2 separate regions of the Sus scrofa genome follow, and region 2 is linked to region 1. A link is a contact called in public Hi-C data. All regions are on one chromosome and are shown on one strand. Each heading gives the region's core, a stretch centred on a gene start, on an enhancer-like site or on the middle of the called end of the contact. The rest is flanking DNA. Distances are from core to core; before and after follow the strand shown.

Region 1 (6,574 bases), core at 1,710-4,209:
TAAGCACAAGACCAAGGCATATCAGCATCTTCAATGAGCAAGGTTAAGAGCAAGAACCAGTAAAGGTGGGAGGTGGGGGGTACACAAATCTGACAAAACCAGAAACTGCAGGTTGAAAGCCAACAGCTCCCAAAACATGCACCTCAAAAACAAAGACTGAAGGCAGGGATGACAGCTTTCTGGGGTGTGAATGGAACTGGCCAACAGACGAGTATTTATCAAGGTTTATCAGTCTTTAGAAAACCCACTCCTAACAGCACAATGACTCTTAGTTATTGATTTCTTTCCTCCAAGTTCTTATCTTCTACTGACATTCAACCTTCCCGATGTTTCATGAGTTTGGAGTGGGCCAATTCATGTTGAAATAATTTACCTAAGGATTTGCCTCCCACTTCGAAGCTCAGATTCATTTTAAAAGAAAATAAGGATCACATGCTTCTGGATCATCAACTATGTTCATAGCCATCTGAGATTTAGAAGAAATCCAGAGTATCTTGAGTCTTAGCAAGAAAGCATGCTGGGTAAAAATTAATTGACTCTCAAGCTCCCACTGTGGCTCAGTGGTTAATGAATCTGACTAACATCCATGAGGATAAAGGTTCAATCCCCAGCCTTGCTCAGTGGGTTAAGGATCTGGCATTGCCATGAGCTGTGGTGTAGGTTGCAGACACTGCTCGGATCTGGTGTTGCTGTGACTGTAGCATAGGCTGGCAGCTATAGCTCCAATTTGACCCCTAGCCTGGGAACCTCCACAGGCTGTGGGGTGCGCCCCTAAAAAAAAAAAAATTAATTGGCTCAAAGCTTAACTTAAAATTAGATGATAGGGAATGGGAAAAATGCCTGTCCCTGTTTGATTTTAGCCAAAAGGCAGAGATATAGCAAAACTAAACCAGTCTGGCAAGATGAGAACAGGAGTTGCAATGTGTGTGCCAAGCCTAGAATCAGGAATAAGATTTGCTTCCATTCCAAATTACAGATTTTCAGCATTCTATTGCACAGTCTTTCCCCCCTCATATTTGGAGGAAACTTATTGTAATGAATATTCTCTGGGAAAACCCTAAAATCTGGCTTTTAGGGAATTTCCCTTCTTATTTTGTCCTCTGCCACATTGTTTATTTCTGTTTCTAATCAGTGCTATTTTGTTTTGTTATCATCTGTAGAAGAAAGGCTGTGAAGCACTTGGGAACACAGAAACTGAGACCCACCAGACATAAATGAGCTTTGTGAGTTTTTAAGACTTTTATCCCTGCCAACTCAGCACAAGCAAGTAAATCAACACGTAAAATATCTTAACATTGTCCTTTAAAATCATCAAGTAGATCGACAATCAGATTGACAAAAGCCTTCCTTTAAATTTAAGTTAATAGCATACAATAATTAATGATAGCATATTATTTGCAATAATGGCATATATTAAGCAAGTCATAGCAATCTCTGCTTTTTTGACGACTTCTGCTGAAGGAAATATCTGCAGAGGCCCGGGCAATAATACAGCTGTACAGCTGTGTCTTGGGGGGATAAAGTACAATCGATTTTGCAATTCTGAGACGGCGTGGAGCCATAACTTTACAACTGCAGTCTCGGCAGAGATGGGACTGGGATCTTTAAAGTTTAGCAAATCACCTCAAAAATTTTTAAGTACCTACTTCTGTCTCCTTTCTCCCTCAATTTTATATTTTCCAACAGAAGAGAACATAAGAGAACAGACCCTCTCTGAAACACTGTATTTCCCTTTGGGGGAGAAAAAAAGAGATGAAAATGGCAATAATAGAAGCATCTTAATATACTTTAAGACACTAGTGCCTACCTTGAACTAAAGCATATTTAAAATAACATAAAAGCCGATCTACTTCATAAAGTGTTGCAAACTTGAAAACACCATCAAATCGAACTACTCTTGTGGAACAATTTCACGCTGGGTTGCTTTCGTGACAAATGAACAAAGGTAACATCGCTCTCTAGATGCTGAAGTTACTGAAATTAAGGAAGATATTCTCTTGATACTTTGCTTTATTGACTTAATTTTACTTTCATATTATTAGCGATACTTTTATGCCTTACAAGGCACACTCCGTCTTGACAGTCGTGTTTGTTCCTAGAGTCATCTCAGATTGGGAGGAATCCCTTAAGAATAAAAACAGTGACGACAAGGGAAGGGATTCAGTCCAGTTTAATCCATCTGTATGCTCTGTCCACAGCAACGGTCGTGCAGGTATTTTCTGAGGCATTCTAGAAAAATGCCAGACTTTTCAAAGAGAAAATTGAAATGATATTCTGGTTCCCTGTCACTATAAGCAGTAGGGCCCAGAGAAAAACCATGGATCAGGCAAGCATGCACAAGTGTGTGAGGGTCGACACCGCGGGCTGGGGTGCAATGTGCTGCTGCTTAATGTCCCAAAAAGTAAAATTAACTGTGTTTAAGAGCATAGTTATTCCTAGAAGATATAATGGGGAGACACCAAGAAAGGAATTCTGAAAAAGGAACCGGGAATGCATACAAACAAGAACTGTTCTCTAGACCGCACATCCAGCACATACATGTCATTTCCTCTCGGCTTCTACCTGCATGATCTACTGTCCAACAATGCATATGTTATAAGGAGAGCCATAACCCCCAAACCTCCATAGGATCAACGAACTCATACGCTTTTCTAAAAGAATACAGCAACAGCACAAACACTCTGCTGACTGTCATGTTTTCGCCTGTGAGGACAGAAAGAAAGTCTGACCTGTGCAGCAGAAAGTTCAAAACGTTATTTACTAACCTGGTGCCCCTGTGCAAGCAGTCGCTTCATATTGCTTTAAAGAAAGAATCTTTACTATGAAACTAATCTCCAAAGCAGCTGAAAGCTGAGAGGGGAAAAAAACTGACTACCCAGAGAGTCCACAGACAGGCTGTTCCCAAGCCCCGTTTTCTGGCTGACTCCCCAAAGGCAACTTAAGTCATAGCCAAGCCCACAAAGCACTTTAGCCTATAAGCTTTAGTAATGAACATGAAACCACTCCCATATGTTAAATAGACACTGGGCTGCTGTGAGAAAGAAAACCCGCATGCAGAATGAGCTAAGGCTTGGGCTTCATTTTCATACTTGCTGCCCAAGAAAACTGTAACACACCAACTTAAACAAAGAGCACTCTCACTCCCTTCTCTCCTCTCAGTCGCTGTACTAAAGCAACTCATTCATTTTAAACAAGAAGAATACAGTCTGCCCTCCCTTAGGGCCAATAAACGAGTTGTATATTATTGCCCAAGTTGGCAGTGGTGGTGATGGGACATATAGCAGTATAATTTCACATTGCCTAAAAGGGACACATGAAATTATTATTTCTGAGAATCACAGTCACATACTACCACTAGTTCTAGATTTTTATAATACATTACATAAGCATGAAACCTAATTAATCACTAAACTCTAAAAATCAAGTTTAAGAGGAATGCTTATCAAAGAGCCTTCTAACTTCCGATTCTGACTTAGTGTCTATAAATCTGGTAATCACTCCTAATTCAGTTTTACCATCTACAGGTAGATTATAAAATTTAAAAGTTTGGGGGGTGGTAAATTTGGCTGGGAGTTTTGTAGTTTTTTTATGGTTTAAATTGGGACTTACTATGACTTATGAGGGTTTCAAAGCAAGAAATTTAAATTTGTTTTTCATTCTAGAAAAATGTAATTGATAATTCCATAAGGCATTGATATCTTAAAACAGTCAATAATGTTTCAGCATATTGCTGAAGAAAAAGCAAAAATTCATAATCTGCTTTTTAACATTAAGTATTCGCATTATACACAATTTTCCCCTAGTTTTCACCTCCAAGAACAGTTTTAAATGCAATGGTTTGCTTCCACAATTTCTATTTTATTTAAATAAGACCTGTTTAACATAACAGTCAAGGTTGCCACATTTAACGTTTCTTTTGAGCCATCAAGATGGGACCAGATAATCTGAGGAAAACTTGATTCACTTGTTGCCAAGTAGGTTTACATGTATTTCTGGCAAAATTCAAGTTACTCAAAACCTATGAAATGTAAGCCACTATTATTACTAACCCAACAAGATCAGGCCTGAAAAGCCCTGAGATTCCCTCAGATCTAACACTGGCCCAACCAGTTTCCCCCACCTACTCCCAGAGACAAGGCTCAACAGTTTCTCCAGGGGGTCCCTTCAGAATGAGGAGGGGCAAGTCAGCCATCTCAGTGAGGAAACCAAACTCTAGCCGGTCTGTCCAGACGTTATAAAGGAGCCAGTGCCCCACCTGGTGGCCAAATTAAGGAAAAACTGAAATAGTTAAACCTCAGAATATAATACCGTGATGTTGGAAGAAAAACAAAAAGGAAGAAAAGGATCAGTGATAGGAGCATATTAATGTTAAATACAATGTGTGGTAGTAATTATGAAAAGTTTTTTCTCCCAGGGGGGAATATTTATAGAGGATATGAAAATACAAAAAAAGTAATTATATTCAAAACCATCTCCTTTATGTGGATCTGGTTGCAAGCATATGATGATTTGCATTCCCAGAGAAGTCCTCTGATAAATAATATTGATTTCTCCTTTACCCAAAGGGCTGCAAAGAAATTTCCTGTGAGGACAATATAACCTCTGAAATGGAAGAACTATAGGTAAATCCCCAACCAGCTAACTGCTGGTAGGATGGTGTCTCCATCATTCTGTTAAAAGGTTGTATCCCCAGGAATCTTTCTTTCTTTCAAAAAGTATTTCTTTTTGTCTCATATATGTTATTTTTCCTAAAATCGACATCTGATATCAACCTCAATGAAGTTGAGGAACAGTTAAATATTGGGTTTCACTAATACAACATTGTAAATCAACTATGCTCCAAAAAATTAAATTAAAAAAAAGAACAGGGTTTCAAATTACACTGCAATCTTTACTAAAACTCCTGCAAAAACAACAGTATAGTAGGATTTTTTAAATGAGTTCAAGCCATATTTCTGAAACTAAAACTAATGATAACAGTTAATGTCTAAGCTCTCACTATAAGCTAGGCATGGTTTAAGTGCTTTATAAGATTAATTCATTTAAATCACACTACTCCATTATTATACCAGTTTCACAGATGAGAAAACAGAGGCATCTAAAGGGTAAGCACCTTGCAAAGACCAAACTGCTAGTAGTGGAGCTGGGATTAGAACCCAGGTCATTCAGTGCTGCTAACCACATACTTTGATAACTCTGTCCTCCCACATGCATGCAAACCACATGTAAAACCCTGCCAGATTCTCATGAAGGAACAGGTTGGGAAAGGCTTTCCAGCCAAGCAGCCACAGAACTGAGACCTGTTACCACATAGGACAGGTAAGGGACCCTCAGGCAGAGGCACTCAGCCTGCCAAGGCCAAGGGGGAAGTGGGGAGCTGGCCACAAGAGGGACCACAAGGAGCTTGCTGAGGCTGGGGAACCGATAGAAGAAAATTCTGTGATGGAGACAAGAGTCCTCCAATGTCACATTACGGAGGCAAAGAGGAATTGCCAAGAGATTTGAAATCATAATGTGACCAGATGTGCATGCTGGGAAGAGAAGTAAGAAGGAACCAGGCCCTGTAAAGTAAGCAGAAATTTAGAACATTCCAGATAATGGGAAGGGCAGACCAGGACTTTAAAAGCTACACATCTTCATTAGTAGAGGCAAACTATTATATACAGGATGGATAAACAAGGTCTTACTGTATAGCACAGAAAACTATATTCAATGTCCTGTGAAAAACCGTAATGGAAAAGAATGTGAAAAAGAAAATACATGTATATATGTATAACTGAGTCACTTTGCTGCACAGCAGAAATTAGTACAACATTGTAAATCAACAATACTTGAATAAAATTAAAAAAAAAAAGAAAGCACTTCCCCTTGTGGCTCAGTGGAAATGAACCCAAATGGTATTCATGAGGATACGGTTTGATCCCTGGCCTTGCTCAGTGGGTTAAGGACTCAGCACTGCCATAAGCTGTGGTGTAGGTCACAGACGCAGCTTGGATCCCACATTACTGTGGCAATCGTAGCTGTATGCTGGCCGCTGTAGCTCCAATTTGACCCCTAGCCTGAGAACTTCATATGCCACACCTGTGGCCCTAAAAATAAGTAAATAAATTTTTTTAACAAAATAATGCCATTTGCAGCAACATGGATGGAACTAGAGATGCTCATACTGAGTGAAGTAAGTCAGAAAGACAAATACCATATGATACCACTTATATCTGGAATCTAATATACACACAAATGAACCTTTTCACAGAAAAGAAAATCATGGACTTGGAGAATAGACTTGTGGTTGCCAAGGGGGAGGGGGAGGGAGTGGGATGGATTGGGAGCTTAAGGTTAATAGATGCAGACTATTACCTTTGGAATGGATTAGCAATGAGATCCTGATGTGTAGCACTGCGAACTATGTCACTTACAATGGAGTATGATCATGTGAGAAGAAAGAATCTATGCATGTTTGTGTAACTGGGTCACCATGCTATACAGTAGAAAAAAAAATTGTATTGGGGAAATAACAATTAAAAAATAAATAAAAATTTTAAAAATAAGAAAAATTAAATTAAAATAAAGAATA
Region 2 (6,574 bases), core at 1,748-4,247, 83 kb after region 1:
CTATGTCTTTGTTATTTCATTTGTCTATAGACCGGGGAAAATACTTACTATTTATGGAAAGTGGTCAGATAAAGAAATAGATAAAACCTTTGAATATGCAGAGATACATAAAAACCGTTAAATTAGATAGATCACCATGAACATGAACTGCTTTAAAAGCTGGCATCACCAGTGGAGGAAAAATGTGCATGAGAGCTTTCTTTCAGAGGCAGAAGTTCCTGCTGGACTTAAGCAGTTAGTCTGTGATCTTGTGTCTTTTCCTTTAAAACACACAATGTCATGTGGCAGTATGTCAGGGGCTGGTGTCCTCAGGCCAAAAGAATCGCAGGATGGTGACTTCAGGGTGCCTCTCCCATGATCTGCATACAATGCGGAAGTGTCACAGTGCAGTCTCACAGCTGGGTGAGCTAACCGGGAAGCTTTTCCTTGTGTTTCTGTGTGGATTTTCATGGAGAGGGGATGGAGAGATTTAAGGTAGCAAGAAATTAAATATTTTTAGGTGAAAGCCTGAAGAGCTAGCTTTCACAGCAAAACAGTCTGTATAAACTAGCGACTGTGATAAGCAGTGACTTCATAAATTCATTCATTCATTCATCATTTCTAAACATCTACTGTGAGTCCAGCACTGTTGTTGGCTCTGGGGTGTTGTAGTGAACAAAACAAAGTATTGGCCTCTGTGTCCAACTAGTTTTCATTCTAGTTCGGAAGACGCATAGAAATCAAGTGAGCCAAAAGCTAGGAAGAATAAAATCATGTGGTAATGAGTAAGCTCAGAAAAAGGATGAAGAAAAGGTTGACGAGGGCTGGTCTGTGATGAGGGGCCCTTTGAGCAGAGGCCTGGATGAAGCAAGGGAGTGAATCAGTGGTTTGTACATACTTAGTTTAAGTTGCTTCCCTATATTTTAAAATATATAGGAAATGAGGCTGCTGATATTTCAACTGTTGCTCGGAAAGCTAGGTAAGGCTTTGTTTTCTGACTAATCAGAAACTGGTTTCAAGAAGTTCACTCAACCTAGTCCCTTTTGGCCAGTGGACGGGGATTTGCTTTTGTGTTCTCTGCCACGTCCACATCCTCATTAAATTCTCATCTCTCCATTTATCTACACCAGGAACTCCATGCCTGAAAGGTTTGCTATCAGTTCCCTCCCAGCTTTTCATCCCTTTTCAAGAAGCTGGGAAGGAAAAGTGATTTGGTTTTATGTTCCTTCAATCCTTGCCCTCCTTAGCCTCTGCTGTGCTTGTTGACAAGTTTTCATTATTTTATAACATAGTCACCAGAGCTGGGCTGAGATCACCAATTTGTTTCTTGGAGCCTTTGAATTGTCCAGCTGGTGGATGTTGGCTTCCATTTACTGGCTATTTGTGTGCCACAAAGGTCAAAGTGAGGCTCCTTGGAGGAACTCTGGGTGAAATCTGTCCAGTAAGAACCAGTTGCCCACTGCTCATACCAGATAGAGGGGAAGCTCTAGTTGGAAGTTCCCAGTCCTCAAGCAGATAACATTCTTCCAGATAAAGGCTTCTTAGGGACAGGCAATTTGGCCACTTAGGTACGTTTGCTCCCTTGGGATTTATTTTAAGCCATGGAATCTTAGATATGGAGGAGTCTTAGAAATTATCTGGTCTAACCTCCACATGTTCCTGAGGACACAAAGATTATAAGAGGCTTTAATTTACTCAAGGTCATACAGCCCTGGTCTCTTTCTGCTGCACCAGGCTGCTCCTCATCATGTTCATTTGTTTTAGCCCACACTCCCTCAAACAGATGTTCAGGAACATTCCATACGGTAACCATCCCCGTCCATCTCCACATTAAGGGCAAGAGCCCACACATGAAGCACTGCAGAATGGAAAACCAGCCCTGGCAATGCTCTGGATAGAAATTCTGGGATTTTTACATCAATACGCAGAAAAGAAACTTTGGTTTTAGTTCCCTCCTTGTTCTAATTTTTAGAAAAGAAATAGCAAGGAATCTCTTTGTTCACTTCTTGGTTAATTTATTTTTTTGTAACTGGGAGTGGAATCAGCAGTTCTAATCAGGTCTCCTTTGTGCGTATGCAGCATCATCTTTGAATTGAGTGCAGCCCTATGTGCCTTGATACTTCATGGCTCAATTTTCAGATGTACATAGGCGTTTAAAAAGATGGAGTACACCTGTATAATGATCTACTAGAGACAGACAAAAATTATAAACTTCAGAGTCAGGTATTCCTGAGTTCAAAGCAAGGATTCAACACTAATTAGTTGGGTCACTTTCGTTATTTATTATCTTAGAGCCTCAGATTTGCCATCTGTAAAATGGGAATAACAATGACAACCGTAGAGGGCTTTAGTGAACACATCTCACTGTTCTTCCCTAACTTTTGCCTTTTACCTGGGTATAACTAGACCCAAAAATGGTGTTTAGTTTCTCATTGAACAATTTGGTTCTTTTCTTTTTCAAAAATGCCAAGACAAGGAACTGAGTGAATATACATTTCCCATATAAAAGGACTTAGAGGTTTGTCCCTAAAACAACTTAAAAAACAAGCATCATCTGAGAACATTTCAGAACACTCAAGCAGCTTCTTTCTCATTCTGCTCCCCCCCCCTTTCCCCCTAATTTGTCCCTTTTGTCCTCCCTACAACTCTCTCGTAAAATGGACACAGACGGCCCATGGCTCCCATCGCTCCTCTGTCCCGGAATCAACTCTGTCCAGACCCAGGCTTTGGATCTGTGAGTGACGCAAGAAGCTGTTTTTGGCCTCAGGAATGTTTTCCTCTATGTCCTGACTCCTCTTGTTGTCCTTCCCTCCTCTCCATCTTTTCCCCACCTCTTTTCCCCAGACACCCCCACTGTTTTCTCTCTTCCTGTTTTCTTAGTTTCATCCCCTCTCCTTGGTGGCCAAAGCACCAATCAATCACCACGGCTGTCACAATCAGTTCTATCTGAGGCTCCTCTATCTCCATGATAAAACAGGATAGGAACGGCCTTTCCAAAAGACAGACATCTCCACAGTAGCCTGTAGGAGGCTGCCTGGCACAGCACGTCTGCCAATAAGAGTGTTTCCTTCCAGCTGCAGAGCTTGGGAGAGCCAACCAACAGCAAATCTGCACAAGTTTGCCGGGTGACACACTTAAGTTGTTTTGCTTTGCAAAAACAGGGGAAAACTCTGATAAACTCCAGATGATTTCAAAACACATTTGAGGGTCTGATATACAAAAGGCAGATAAAAATCTGAATTAGGTCAGTACAAGTTGATGTACAAATCCCTATTTTGGTCCAAACATCTTGCCGACTGAAAGCCTTTCAATTTGACAATTCCCAGTGAGGGATGATAAACACTGAACTTTGCTCTCCTTAAACCCCAAGCCATCATGAGAAGAGAGGGTTCACTCAAAGTTGAAATTGAACAGCCAGTGAAAAGCAGAGGGAAGTATGTATTATGAATGAACATTGGAAGCATTTTTAAGCCGGTTAGGAACCTGCAGTATTTGGTAAGACAAAAAAGTGTATGAAACACATCCACCTGTGTGTCTGTATGAGTGAGCTCTGCAACCTCACCATCGTTCCTATGCTAGGAAGACAGGTTCACCTTGGTACAGAAGGGATCAAAGTTGTTTTTGCCTTACAGTCTTTGTACTGTCATCTACATTGAGCAATATTCTCAAAGATTATTGAGCAGCATGCTCATTTTTTTGCACATTACTAAAGCTATAGATCTCCCCCCCTTTACTTCCTCCCATCTTTTAATTTGAAATGCTCAAACCTACAGAAAAGCTGAAAGCAAGCAGAAAGAACATGAACTTACCTTGTTTCACTGACAGGACATTCCCGTATGCAACCACAATGCCATCCCTACTCCCAAGATACTTAACATTGACTTACTGGTGTGATCTAATAAAAACTCCACATTTAAATTTCCCAATTGTCCCAGTCACCTTTTTATTATCTTTCATGATATGGGCAGTTTTGAGGAGTCCCGGCTAGCACTTTGTAAAATGTCCCAGTAATCTGAGTTGCGTAGTTTCTTTGTGATTAGATTCAGGTTAAACATTTTTACCGAAAACACTACACAGGTGATGGTGTGTCCTTCCACTGCATCCTATCAGGGGTCAACGAGGTCAGTTTGTCTTGAGGTTGGTGATACAAAGCTCCAGTGCTCAGTTAAGATGGTGACTGCCGTATTTTCCATGGTAAAGGTATCCGTTGTGCTTGAATCTGTTTCTGCGCTAGGGTGAGCAGATTATTAATTTTCCAATTTTTTTCACTCCTTTTGTATATAGCAGATGGAATCCTCAATATCAAACCCAGGTCTTTCTAATGCCAAAGGCCATGTTCTTTCCGCTACAGGAACCACCTCTCTAACGTGTAAACAAATGAAGCTAGTCACTTGAAGCTGCCAGGGAAATAAAGCATTTTCTTTCCATCTCTCGTTTAGAGCGCCAGCTTCTTTCATCTTGGCAAATATGGACCCCTTCTGTAGCTTTGAAACCTACTTAAAAAAAAAAAATGAAAATAACCCCCAAGACTTGAACACACACAGCTGCTGTTTCTAGGGCTCACGTGTGAAGATGTGTGTCTAGAGAGGTGGAGAAAGTCCAAATCGGCTTTCCCCCACAGCATTGCTGACATTATCACACCTCTTTGGGGATCCAGGGTACATTTTCTTTTCTTTTCTTCTCTTTTCTTTTCTTTTTTTTTTCCAGGGGGTGGATGGGCGAGTGTTGGAATCTAAATGTCAATTGGTTTGGGGGGCTTTTATTTTTTCAGTGGTAAAGATAGATTGGTGAGTTTGGTGGCACTTATAGCATTCTCCCCCAGCCAAGATGCTGGGATTCTCCCTCCCGGGGCCAGGGGGGAGGGGGGGAGTGAAGGATCTGCAAAGCAGCCTGCAGAGACCTTGACAAACACCATCTCCACCGGGGATTACAGACCCGCCTTCCAGTAAGTTAGTGCCAAGAGAGAGGGAGGGGGCCTGGAGGGGCCCTGTGAGCCTCACTGGCTGCAGGACACTGGAACTGGAGATGTGGCCAATCTGAGAGGAACCCCCGGGCCAGGAGCAGAACGACACTTTCTCTCCTTTCCTGGTAGCTGCCCTCCCTGAAAGTCCTCTTGCTTTAATGAAATTAGTGGGGAAAGGTTTTCTGTAGCCAGGAAAACCCACAGAAAAATCCCTAGTTCTGCCTCTGTCCCTCGTCTTTGTTATAGTAAATGGGGACAAACCGTCTAATCACTGATAAATGTAGGTTTACAGGTCACAATGGCAGAGTCAGGGTTAGCCTGTCAGTGTCACAAACACTGAAAAAGCCACCCCCCCCCAAATTAAAACAAAAAATATTCTCGTTGTTTGCCATCTTTGTACTGTTTAACATGAGTATTTCAACAGCCTTTATCTTCCAAGCATGCAAACAGGAGAGAGTGATCTGACCCACAGTAGATTGACATACCATGTAGCTATAACCTTGAGATAAAAAGTAAAGGAAAAAGTCAAAACAGCTCAAACCAAACATTAACACAAATCAGTCTTTCTTCAGCCCAGATCCCTTGCCTCTGTAACAAGGGGACACACTAGCATTAGCACACTCTGGCCATGGTATACACACACAGACCTACATGGGGCAGACCTGGGGCAGGGGAGGCAAATGTGTAGCTGGGAAGTCTGGAAAGGCAAATGTATTCACTAGTTAATTCAACAAGGGGGGCCTGAGTATCTACTTGGAACTAGACATAATTCTGGATGCTGGGGATGTCTTAAGAAGGGGATTTATTAAACCATAGGAGGCCTCTGCCCTTGTAGAACTTACCTAGTGGCATTGGTGGAGGGGGGGAGAGAAAGACTATATACTCCCATAGTGTTGCAAGGAGATGGAAAATAACTGTACCAGAAAGCCTGAGCTGGTTTCCTGGATTCTGTATATTCAGGAAAGCAACTGCTTCAAAATCTGAGCCACCCTGTGGAATGGCAATTAAAGACAAAAAGACAGAAAGGAAAAAGAGAGAACTGGAGAGACACCTCTGTCCTCACTGTACTCAGGAGGGTCCTTTGGGAGCTTTTACCAAACTGATCAAGAAGAGTCAGACCTAATGTCTATAAGACGATGATAAGAGAAACAATGAAGTCCATGCCTTTGTCCCAAACTGCAAGAACTCTAAAGATGGAATGTCCTGAAGAAATCACAGGTCACTTCGCAAGCTATTCAGAGCTCAGTGCTAAGCATTTTACAAGTATTGGCTCATTTAATCCCTACACTCACCACCCAGTAAGGTAAACACTAATTTTATTCCCATTTCGCATATGAAGAAACAGCCCTAGAAAAGCTAAGCAACTTGCCTTTGCCCAGGCACACATACCTGGTAGAGAGTAGAACAAGAAAAGGATCCTAGCTCCAGCTGCCTCCAAAATCCATGTTCTAAATCGCCACATTTCCATCCATAAAATGATTTTTCTTCATTTTACTTAAGGGAAGAGAAGAAAGGTATTAATATTGCATAGGAAATTTAATCAGAACCCTTCAGAAAGTGGTCTGTGTTTTCCAGATGTTATCTTGGAAGAGACAGTCAAACATGTTCTTTGGGTCAAAAGCAAATACATAC

Evidence for each region. Hi-C and Micro-C count contacts between places; a contact is called where the count stands out from the background.
Region 2: a Hi-C map of skeletal muscle shows a contact between it and region 1, with 2.7 times the contacts expected there. The contact joins two enhancer-like sites. A contact is called at or near these places in 4 of 47 Hi-C or Micro-C datasets (embryonic fibroblasts, fetal skeletal muscle and skeletal muscle) and 1 of 2 datasets of contacts at active chromatin or transcription factors (alveolar macrophages).

What each region holds. Positions count from the first base shown.
Region 1 is chr13:110,323,807-110,330,380 of Sscrofa11.1, forward strand. All of the region lies in intron 1 of PLD1 (phospholipase D1), which reads right to left. Among named protein-coding and RNA genes, the nearest start is that of PLD1, 49 kb to the right of the region's middle. Within about 2 kb of position 2,960, at least 44 of the 83 cell types and tissues checked have an H3K27ac peak or open chromatin away from gene starts, as enhancers often do. A contact at or near this core is called in skeletal muscle, where this site is marked.
Region 2 is chr13:110,406,979-110,413,552 of Sscrofa11.1, forward strand. No RefSeq gene overlaps it. Among named protein-coding and RNA genes, the nearest start is that of TMEM212, 4.1 kb to the right of the region's middle. Within about 2 kb of position 2,998, at least 24 of the 83 cell types and tissues checked have an H3K27ac peak or open chromatin away from gene starts, as enhancers often do. A contact at or near this core is called in skeletal muscle, where this site is marked.